Linked DNA regions of Sus scrofa: region 1 is linked to region 2. Evidence: chromatin contacts called from public promoter capture Hi-C data. All regions are on one chromosome and are shown on one strand. Each heading gives the region's core, a stretch centred on a gene start, on an enhancer-like site or on the middle of the called end of the contact. The rest is flanking DNA. Distances are from core to core; before and after follow the strand shown.

The links. Promoter capture Hi-C pulls out the DNA fragments that hold promoters and counts their contacts.
Region 1: a promoter capture Hi-C map of liver shows a contact between it and region 2, with 4 times the contacts expected there. The contact joins the promoter of PPM1L here to the enhancer-like site in region 2. A contact is called at or near these places in 1 of 5 promoter capture datasets (liver), 5 of 47 Hi-C or Micro-C datasets (embryonic fibroblasts, epiblast stem cells, liver and 1 more) and 1 of 2 datasets of contacts at active chromatin or transcription factors (skeletal muscle).

Annotation. Positions count from the first base shown.
Region 1 is chr13:100,438,508-100,444,049 of Sscrofa11.1, reverse strand. PPM1L (protein phosphatase 1L) reads right to left here and starts at 1,605. Exons shown (of 4, transcript XM_021069737.1): 1 at 442-1,605. The coding sequence starts at 840.
Region 2 is chr13:100,387,722-100,393,302 of Sscrofa11.1, reverse strand. No RefSeq gene overlaps it. Among named protein-coding and RNA genes, the nearest start is that of ARL14, 42 kb to the right of the region's middle. Within about 2 kb of position 2,077, at least 6 of the 83 cell types and tissues checked have an H3K27ac peak or open chromatin away from gene starts, as enhancers often do. A contact at or near this core is called in liver, where this site is marked.

The DNA of each region.
Region 1 (5,542 bases), core at 356-2,855, 51 kb before region 2:
CTGAACCCTCGCTGACTCGGCTTTGCAGATTTTGCCTTTTCCCTGATGAGAAACGAAGATACTTTCTTCCTGCTTTGTGCCTAGCTCGGCCTCAGCGCCCACAACAGGGGCGCTGAGGCCCAGGGCCAAAGTTTACTGTAGAAACCATCAACTCTCCCAGCAAAACTAGCACAGTCATTTGCGGGGTTCCGGCCTTGGGAAACCTCATAAATTATGAGGCAAGAAATGGGTTATGAATGACCCTCAGTACAAAAAGTCTGGGTCAAGCAGTATTTTTGGCAACTTCGCCACATTCGGAACTAGTGGCTTTGTCCAGCCTGCCACCAGGTCATTACCACACCCCTCGCACTCAGGTCCTACCCCGCTGTGCACACAACTCTCCTGTTGTCTACACACGCACACACACACGCACACACATTCAAATCCTCAGAGAACTCCTACCTCGCCCCCGTGACCGTCGAAGATCCCGAAGATGGACGGGTGCGTCTTGTTGGCTAGGTCCGTAAGAACTTCGAAGCGGTCCTCCATGTGGTCTCTCCTGCCCTGGATGGAATATACAGCCACGTTATGGCTCTTGAACTCCCAGGTCTTGGAAAATTCGGCCTCCAGCACGTCGAGTCCCCCCAGTCGGTCATTCTGCATGATTTCTGCCACCTTGCCCTTCACCATCTTCACGGCGTCCCGGCTGGACTTGACGATGGTCTTCACCTCGTCCGTGTGGAAGAAGTAACTCCACAGCGCCAAGCTGATGCACAGCAGGAAGAGCGTCTCGGGTCTCAGCAAGAAGTAGCGCATGATGCGACCCAGTAGAGACAGCAAAGTCATTGTATCCTCTATCATTTATTATCGCTAGAGCCCCAACCACCAGCAGCGACGCACGCCCCGAAGGCTCGCTGGGTCCCGGAGCACTGCGGGGACAGCCTGAGGGGAGGGAGGCGGAGCAGTAGCAAAGTGGGGTGGGGGGAGCAGGAGGCAGATAAGCAGGCAGCTCGGAGCCGGCAAGGCGAACAAGGCAGTTTCCCTTTTGTCTCCCGGCCTCGGCTGCCCGGAGGCTCGTGCCCAGCGCACCCGCGCCTGTGCCCGCCGCCCGCGCCGCCTCCCTTTGTGAGGCGGCGGCGGCCAAGACGCCGGCGGTGGCAGCAGCAGTCGCGGGTGCCGAGGCTGGACGAGAAGGATCAAGTTAAAGTTGAGCCGAGCGGATCTGCCGCGGTGGGCGGGGGAGTTCTGGGGTGCTGGCGCCCGCGTGGCCCCTCCTCGGGTGCCCTCACCGCTCCGCGGAGCGATCGGCAGGTGAGGAAGTGCGGGACGCGAGAGCCTAGCAGGCGAGGGATGCACGTCCCCTCGGTCGCCGCTGCAGGGGAGCGCAGAGCGGGCCGATCGCTCCGAGTCCTTCACACACCCCGGGGAGCCCCAGAGAATAAAAGTTTTGCTAGAGCCTGGGCAGAAGTGGGGTTACGCGGAGCCCGGGGACGCAGCACGATCGGCGCGGAGCCGCAGGCGGCCGGCGGGGCTCTGCCTGCCTCTCCCCAGCACCTCCCAGCTTCTCTCCGCTCAGCTCGGCTCAGCTCGCGCGCACCCTCCTCGCGCTCCGGCTCGCGCTCGCCCCGCCCAGCGCGCGCTTGCCCCGCCCCGCCTCGCCCCGTCCCGCCCCTTGAGCCAGACTCAAGGCCCGGAGGTGCTCTAGTGGAGCTGTCAAAAGCAGAGGCAGCTCGGCAGCTGCTGGCGCGCTAGCAGCTGCGGACGGTCCAGGCAAAGGGAGAGGGGGGTGGCGGAAAGGGGCGCGTTTGAGGCCGAGCTCGAACGCATGGTCGTTTCTGCCTCCTGTGCGAACTCTCCGGACAATATAATATTGACCATGGCGGTCTGAACGGCGGTTTCGCTGGAGCAACTGCTACCGGCTGGAAAGCAGAGGGCCGCACGTGAGCGTCCCCCCCTCCGGCTGGCGGCACGGTAGTGCGGTCCCCGCCTCACCAGGCATAAGGCAAGCGAGAAGGGACGCACTTCTCCACGCTCGCAAAGGGAGGAGGAGAGGGTCGGTCCCTTGATTTTCTGTAACTGAGGCCTGCTTGGATCTGCTGAGAGGCGGAGAGCGAGCGTCTGGCCCAAAAGCTCTCTCTCGACGAGAAAACACCTCCCGAGAACAGCAGGATATGAGGACTCAGAGCCACGTGGAAGTGTGCTCTGATGATACCTCAGGAGCAACGCGGATGGACTGGCCTCTCCTCGACCTACCGCCGCCCCAGGAGCTAGGACTTAGCCACAAAGGCCATCTCTGGTCTCAACCCTTCCACGGAGACACACAGAGTGTCCTAGTGGAGCCCCGGAGGCCCTGCTGCTGGCGAGAGCTCTGACTCTGCTGTTCAGGTTTGCAGTTCCCTTTGAAGTTTCGAACTCGCGGCCTCCTACCACCTTCTCTGTCATCGCAGAAGGTGAAATGGCAGGAGACTTCCCAATAAGCAGAAGTGAATGGGCTTCCAGAAGGCATCAAAGATAACTTGTTGAAATATGGGCAGGTGTCTGTGGCCTTAGGATGTCGGGGAAAAAGAAGAATGCGCAAATCAGCTTAGAAAATGGACACCAGTGAGCTTTAAAGGAAAATATTCACACTTGCTACCCCTGTCCAGAAAGAGGAGTGCTGATCTGCAGCTTCCAGTCTGCTGGACTAGAGTGGAGGCTGACTGATTCCCAGCCCAGCCAGTGTCTCTCTCCCCAAGCACTCCTACTTTAGAGTGATCCCATTACGTTTAGAAAACAATAAAAATAAAAAGGAGTAGGGGTTCCCTGTTGGCCTAGCGGTTAAGGATTAGGCATGGTCACTGCTGTGGCTCGGGTGGGACCCCTGGCTCCAGAACTTATGCATGCTGCAGGCCCAGCCAAAAAATAAATAAAAAGAGATGAAACACTGGAAGGAAATACACCAAAATGTTCACAATGGTTAATTACAGTAGCGAATTATATGTGGCTTTCATTTTCTGCTTTGAACTTCTGTTTTCCTTAACTTTTCCAAAGGTTTTATAAAAGTCATAGATTGCCATCTTAACCAAGAAAAAATGGAAACTTTGGCATTTAAATGGCATGTACAATATGATCTCAATTATGTACATATGCATAGGAAAGGAAGGAAATGTGAAAGGCAGTTACTAGTGTGTTATTTTTGGCAACTAAGATATGGTCTCTTGCACTTTTTGGTATTTTCTACCTGATAAATAGAGGGAAAAAAAGTTTAGTAATAAATTAGATCATTCTGTTCAAAAGTCCTAAGGCATGAGGTTCCAAAATGAAATAAATGAATTCAAAAGGCTTTAGGAGCTATAAAGCAAAGGCAGTGCATTAGCGTAATTACGAAGGTAAGTTTACAGTATTTCTTACTGTAAATTACAAAGGGTTTTAGGATATATTATAACTTCCTCTGTACATGAATCTTTTTCTCTATGGCAAAGACAACTTGCAGATAAGTTGAACAAGACTCCAAAATTAAAAGTCAAACCCGGCCCAGGTAAAAAAATTCCAAACCTAAGAGCCAATCCAGCCTGACCACAACATTACTACATTGATGACAGCAGCAAATATTCATGAAAGGCATGACTTCTATTTCTTCCATACCTAAGTAAAGAAGAGAAAGGATCATACTGGTCTCTCTGGAGATTAAATAACAAAAGGAGGGCTTGACTTGATTAATAAATTACATAGCCTGCAGATTCTGTGGAGACATGCTTGACATTTAAATCTAAGTAGTTCATTTGTGTGAAAATAATTATGATTTTTCAAGCAGATCCTATAGGCATGTTCCTATTTCTGTTAGTAAATTAATCTATCTACTTAGGGATTTTTAAATTCCCTAAATTAGCTTTTTGTTATAGTTTACTGTGAATTTTAATTGTTTTTTCCATTTTAGGGCTACACTTGGTGCATATGAAAGTTAGCTTTTTGTTATAGTTTACTGTGAATTTTAATTGTTTTTTCCATTTTAGGGCTACACTTGGCTGGGGGTCAAATCAGAGCTGCAACTGGAGTCTACACCACAGCCACAGCAACGCTAGATCTGAGCCGCATCTGAGAACCACACCACACCTTGCAGCAATGCCAGATCCTTAACCCACTGAGCAAGGCCAGGAAGTGGATCCACATCTTCAGGGACACTGTGTCAGGTTGTTAACCTGCTGAGCCACAATGGGAACTCTGAATTTTAATATATTTGAGAAATAAAAAAGAACTTCCTCTGGTGACAAGCTAGCATTTGCATATTCCTTGAAATTATAAATGTTTTTCACATACATCAACTTATTTCTACTCTCATAAAAATCCTGTGAAAAAGACAGAGGAGCTATTATCTCTGTTTATGAATATAAGGAAAGTAAGGGACAAAGATATTAAATGAATATCACAATTCCGCAAACACGAAGCTGGGAACTCAAACTCAGGTCTTCTGACCACCAATTCAGTACTCTAATATCCATTGATTGCCTGATGACACTGAGATTAGTCTAATTTTTATACCTCTCTAGTAACATTTCAGTAGATCTCTGTTACAGACATCTCAAAAGTAACACACAGGTTCTTTTTCCACAATTCTGACTTAAACCTTTAGGACAAGCACTGCACCACGAGTATTTACCGCACCCATGAAGAATATTTGTGGGGCAGACGACAAGTGCTAATAAACCATCCTTGGTCTCTTCTGTAAAAGTCTAAAAGTTTTTTTGCTAAAGTAAAATGCTATCTGAATTGCATAGGGAAGAAAATAGTACCATAGAATGTACATTATGCAAATACTTTACCATTACAAGTGACATGGCAATGAACAGAGAGCTAATTGCTTTCATGAGATATAATAATAGTGATAAATAGTCACCAGGTAATTACTACTTTAAACTATGCAATTAGCTCATGTCAACCTTGTGAGTACATAAAGAAAATATAACATTTTAGGGAAAAAATCAGAGTGGTAGCTCCTAAGTTTAAGAAATTTTTAAAGCAGAGTTTGATAACATCTGTTTTCTAGTGTGATGTTCCATGATGTCCTCATTTCTTTTTGTTCTTGCCACCTATTACACAGTTATAAAAATCAAATATATCAGCTGGGACTCTGAATGATGAATGTAATAAAAATCTATAAGTGAACCTTTTATATATAGAGAAATTCTCTACACATTTTAAAAGTTCCCAATTATCAGTTTGCTTTGTGTTCTTAAATTTTTCCTGCCATCTGCATATAAATATGTACTGAGTATTAAGTATGACTCTCTTACTATTATTCTATCAACATACACCTGTATGTGTATAACCTTTTACACTAAACATACAAAAAAATGCATGAAAGTATTGTTACAAATCCACAACAACCATGAGTAATACCATAAAACCATAAACCCACTACCTGACCAAAAAACTGGACTGTGACAAATCTCTGTACCAACCTAGGAGTTCTTCCCCTATCCCACCTTCCTGCCTGTCCTCCACAGGTAGCCACTAGCCTGAATTTTGTATTTTATCATCCCTTGTCTTTTTAAAAAATGATATCACAATATATGCCTGCATCTCT
Region 2 (5,581 bases), core at 828-3,327:
AATCAGAGCTCTAGCCGCCGGCCTACACCAGAGCCACAGCAATATGGGATCCGAGCCACAACTGCGACCTACACCACAGCTCACGGCAACGCCGGATCCTTAACCCACTGAGCGAGGCCAGGGATGGAACCCGAATCCTCATGGTTCCTAGTTGGATTCCTTAACCACTGAGCCATGACAGGAACTCCTGGAAAGATTTTTTTTTAAACTAAAAACTTAAATATTACTGCTCTCTACAGCCACCAAATGCTCAGAATTGCTACTATCTGCACACGCTGCAAGGCCTCTCTCACACAGGCACCTTGATGGGATGCCACTGACATCCACCCAGATTAGAAATTTGTTGAGGACCCCTCTTGAGTGTCAGGCCAATGGCAAGCAGGAAGAGGCCAACTCCAGACTCTTTCCTCTCATCCAATCAGAGTAGAGCATCTGCTCCCTCCCTGCTCTCTAATAACTCAGCTAGTGCTGGTGTCAATACCAGGAAAGAGCATGGCATGGACAGCGTCCCCAAAGAACTGGTCTCTTGGGCCAGTATCAAAACTCAGACATGGCAGGGTCAGGATAAGGACCCACTTATTAGAACATGAATAAAAGGCAAGGACTTTCTTTCAGAGAACATGAAAGAAATTTATTATTAGAACTAGAGATACAAAATCAAGATGACTTGATGCAAAATAGTCAAGAGAAGTGCCTGGCTCTTGAACTTCCACCTGGCTAAAAACAGGATTTTTCTGCAGCACTTGGGAAAGCAGAAAGCCTATGACACTGCCAAGAGATGCTCACCTGACTAAATGGGTTTAAGGAATTCAAACCCAAGATCTCCTGACTCCAAGGCCTCCTGTAATGAGTTGAATCCTGTCCCGCATAAAGATATGTTCAAGTCCTAGCCCATGACACTGTGAATGTGGTCTTATTTGGGAATAGAGTCTTTGCAGACTTAACTAAGATATAAAGTAAAATGAGAGCCTTCTAGATTATGGAGGGCCCTAATGCAATCACTGGTATCCTAATGAGAAGAGACACAGAGATACACACACACCTGGAGGGAAAACAATCAAGTGAAGAAAGCCCAAAATTGGAATGATGCAACTAAAAGATGAGAACTCCATCAATGGTGGCAACCCCCAGGAGCTAGGAAGCATTCTAGGGGAATTCTAGGAAGCATTCTTCTCTAGAGCCTTCAGAGGAGGCATGTGCCTGCCAACCCCTTGATTTCAGTCTTCCAGTCTCCGGAGCTGTGAGAGAATAAATGTCTGTTTTTTAAGGTGAAACCTTGTGATCATTTGTTACACTAGTCCCAGGAAATGAATACACCTCCCTCCTGGGATGGTATAAGAAATCTCAGGAAATCTACCACTCACCTACTATTTTATTTTATGCAAGTTTCTACCCTTTTTGAAAACTCAATTTGATTCAGCCAAACATTTCTTAACTGCATAGTTAGTGCCTGACCCTGCACATTATATGCTTGCATGATTTTCATGAGGGTGAGAAAGACCAGACACACCAGCTCCTGACTCCATTGAACTTTCAGCCTAGAGAGGAAAAGGCTAGAGGTTAAAGAAGAAATTATAAGAAATAAAAAGGATGACTTCATCTCTTTTCAATGTCATGCTGGGTTATTATTTAATCAGGCCTGTCCAAGGGTTGTTTGATCCCTAGCATGTACCTTTGTTTTACTTTCCAATTTGCTATTTTGTTAGAGCCTCCAAATTATGAAGTTACATATTAATTTGTAGGTTTCTGTCAAGTAACAAAAATTATTCCAAAGGTTATCATTTTATTGCCTTTAGACAATAACAGCCTTTAAAAAGTTCCTTTCCTGGTATGTAACTCTTCTTCTTGAAATGCTCTTGGAAACCAACTTTGATATTTTACTAGTTCCCTCATTTATTATTGAGTTAAATGTATTTTTGGCATACATTCATTATATTTCTGTATGAAATTATGTTTTTAACTTGAAAATTGTACTTTGACATAGAACTATTTTAAAGCTTAAATGATAGAATACGGAAAAGATTAATAGGTTCCTGGGACATGGTATTGAATGAGTGTGAGCTCTCGGTTAGGAACTGAGAAAAGCCTGAACGGGAGAAGCACTCTCTTAGGGACTGTCTCCACTGTCAGGGACCAGTGTACACCAATGTAACTTTGTATGTGCTTCATTCTTTATTCTCTTTCTACCTCCTTATCTTATTCTTGTCTGTTACTAAGGCAGACACCTTAACTGAGAATTTTGTAAGTTGCTTTTGTTTTATTATCATTATTGTTTTATTGTTTTTTGTTTTCTTTTTCTTTTTAGGGCCACACCTATAGCATATGGAAGTTCCCAGGCTAGGGGCTGAATCAGAATCAGAGCCACAACTGCTGGCCTACACCATAGCCATAACACAGCAACAGCAACTTTGGATCTCAGCCACATCTGTGACCTGCACTGCTGCTTGTGGCAACGCTAGATTTAACCCATTGAGTGAGGCCAGGAATGGAACCTGAATCCTCACAGATATTAGCCAGGTTCATAACCCACTGAACCACAATGGGAACTCCTATAAATCCTTAAACTTTACTGAGAAGCTGAAACCTTTAAAGGTATTACCCTTTCCTTCTGCTTGGAGATTGCTCTTGGCCTCCTCTTTCCTGCCTCAGGAATTCACACATGACCCAGCAACCCACCCCCATGGCTTCTTATTGGTTTTTCATGGGGGCCCCTTAATTATAAAAAGTCTGCTTTTATTTAGCATTCTTTTTCTTAATCTCTTGCATGTAGTTTATTTATGCTACAGGGAAAAATTTATGCTAAATCCAGAATTGTTGACAAATTTGAAGACAAGTCTTGGCAGTCTTTGCTGCAGTGCAAAAGTAGTAAAATCCAAGCAAGTTTTCTGTAAGTAAAAAACAAAACGAAACAAAAAACATTCAGGGACAACAATATTCTTGGTTTCTGAGACACTCAGAAATTGTAAGTACTTTCAAAAAAACTAGGTAAGTTACCCTTAACCTCCCTGGGACATCTTTCCCTGAGCTTGTAAAGAACAATTACTCAGGGATTTCCCTGGTGGCCTGGTAGGTAAAGGATCCAATGTTGTCACTGCTATGGCACAGGTTTGATCCCTGGTCCAGGTACTTATGCATACCTCAGGATGGCCAAAAAACAAAACAAAACAAACAAACAAAAGACACCTAGTAACAGTTTTCTAAAAATGATGCTCTTTTTCAAAAGTTAATGACTTGAAATAGTGATGAATTCAGGCATCCACAGGCCAATATAAGAAGCACAAGGTAGGAGCGCCTGCTGTGGTGCAATGGATCAGTGGTAGCATCTTGGAGCTCTGGGACTTGGGTTCAATCCCCAGGCCCAGAGCTGTTGCCGAAACTGTGGCTAGGATCTGATCCCTGGTCCAGGAACTCCATATGGCGTAGGGCAGCCAAAATGGAAGAAAAAAGAAAAAAGAGAAGCATAAGATAAAGTTTTTGCACAGATTAAAGTGGCTGGAGAGAAGTCAGGGAAAGAAGCCAGCTACTGAGAACCTTTTTTTTTTTTTTTTAAACTTTGAGGACAAGAAACAGGGCCAGGTGTAGGGACAGAGGCTGGGGGAGTGATTTTAAGTGAATGAATTACATAGCCAGGTGCTATATGGGCAGGATAATTCATTTGTTTAACATTTGCACAGAAAACAAATTTTCTTTGTTTCAGAATTTAGTAACATGTTTTCCAAATGCTTTTTAAAGTAAAATTTAGTGCCATATCTAATAAAATCAGCGAAAAGTAGATATTTATTTTTTTCCTCTTCCTTACCATCAGTGTATTATTCTATCCTTGATATAGTGATTTTAAAAATAAACTTGATTCTATTCACAAGAACATGTGCGCCCGAGTCCCGGGTGCAAGAAAATTGGACCATGGTAATTGCTGCCACCTTGTGGGAGAGTGAAAGAAATTCAAGATACTGTTATCTCCCTATACTCTTCAGCACCCTCTGATTCAAACATCCACCCTTTTCTTCAACATTTACTCTATGCCAGGCCTTGGCTGATCTCTAGAAATAACAGACAAGTAAGACACAGCTGCGTCCTCAAGGTATGCAGTATGCAGAACGAAGTTGTCCTGACACAATATATTATTAAATATTGTCCCAGGAGAGAGTACCCTTCTTGGATGCGGGTAGTGGAGGAACCCAAGAGACCTTCCCAAAGAGCATAGTCCAGTGGTTTGTGGATAGCCAGGCTGACTCTATTCTATGATGCTTTGTGTTATGGAAGTAATTTCCTAGAATTTTTTTTTTCCCCAATCCTCTCATTCTTTCCCAGTAATAAGAAAAAAGAAGAGGCAGTTGTGGCTGTGGCACAATGGGATCAATGGCATCACTGGAATGCTGGGACACAGGTTGATCCCTGGCCACAGTGGGTTAAGTATCCCAGGCTGCCACAATTGCCCTGTAGGTCAGAACTGTGGCTCGGATCTGATCCCTGGCCAGGGAACTCCATATGCTGCAGGGCAGCCAAAAAAAAATAAAGGGGGGTGGGGGTGGGAGAGAGCCATTCCTTCCCTTTGACCTTACACACTTAAGGAAAAAAAAGAAAGAAAAGAAAGGAGAAGAGGAAAGATGAAATGCTGACCAGCCTCAGAACCTCAGAGAGTATATGGAATACCTTTCCTTTGCCTCTCCAGATACACCTTTCACCCACCTTCATCCCGTTTTGTCCCTGGAAGATTGACCAGTGCGGACTGACTGTATCCCCTCTCTCCCACACTGACTTTCAGTTCTGGTCAGAGAATACTGGTGGAGAGCAGGCATTGGCAAGAGATCTGCCAAAGGAAGGAGAATTCAATCATGGTATACATGTCAAGATTCTCTTCCATCCAGGCAGGAATTCAACGGTAAAGTCTCCCCATCTGTCCTTTCAGACCCTGAGATGGTACCAGGGTCCAGCTGTTGCTAGCTACAGAGTGCTGAACTAATCCTTGTGGTTTTCTTACACTCTGCCCACACCTTTATAAATAATCCCTTAAAATCATCCTAATTTGAGTGGGCTATTGGTTTCCTGCTTCCCTGGCTGATATACAGGACGTTAATTAATAAATGGTTGAGTATATAAATTCTATGTAAATGAATAACTGAATGCAATAATTGAATGAATAAAGGCATGAATGAATGAATGAGTGCTAGGATGAGTGTGTAAGAACTAAATGCAGACATGTAGAATATATTAATATTGCATGCAGGAATAAGTGTATAATAACTAAGCAAATGAATACCCACATGAAATATGAATGGAAGCATAAATGAAGAAGGAATTCATAAAAACATAGAGACCAGCTTAAATAAATTTGAATGCCTGATATCACCACCTCCCCATGTTCGCATCTATTTGAACACATGCAAAGAAAAGGAGTGAAGAACAAGGCTAAAACAGGGCTATTACACAGAAACATAGTTTAGAGAGAGGCACTCAGAGGTTAGGTTAGGAAAAAGGACTCAAGAAAAGAATAAGCTAAATTTTGAAAGGGTGGAGCGTAAAGGTAGAGGTTTCCTTAGAGGGGCAGAAAATAAAGATGGAATTGAGTGGAAGGATTAAG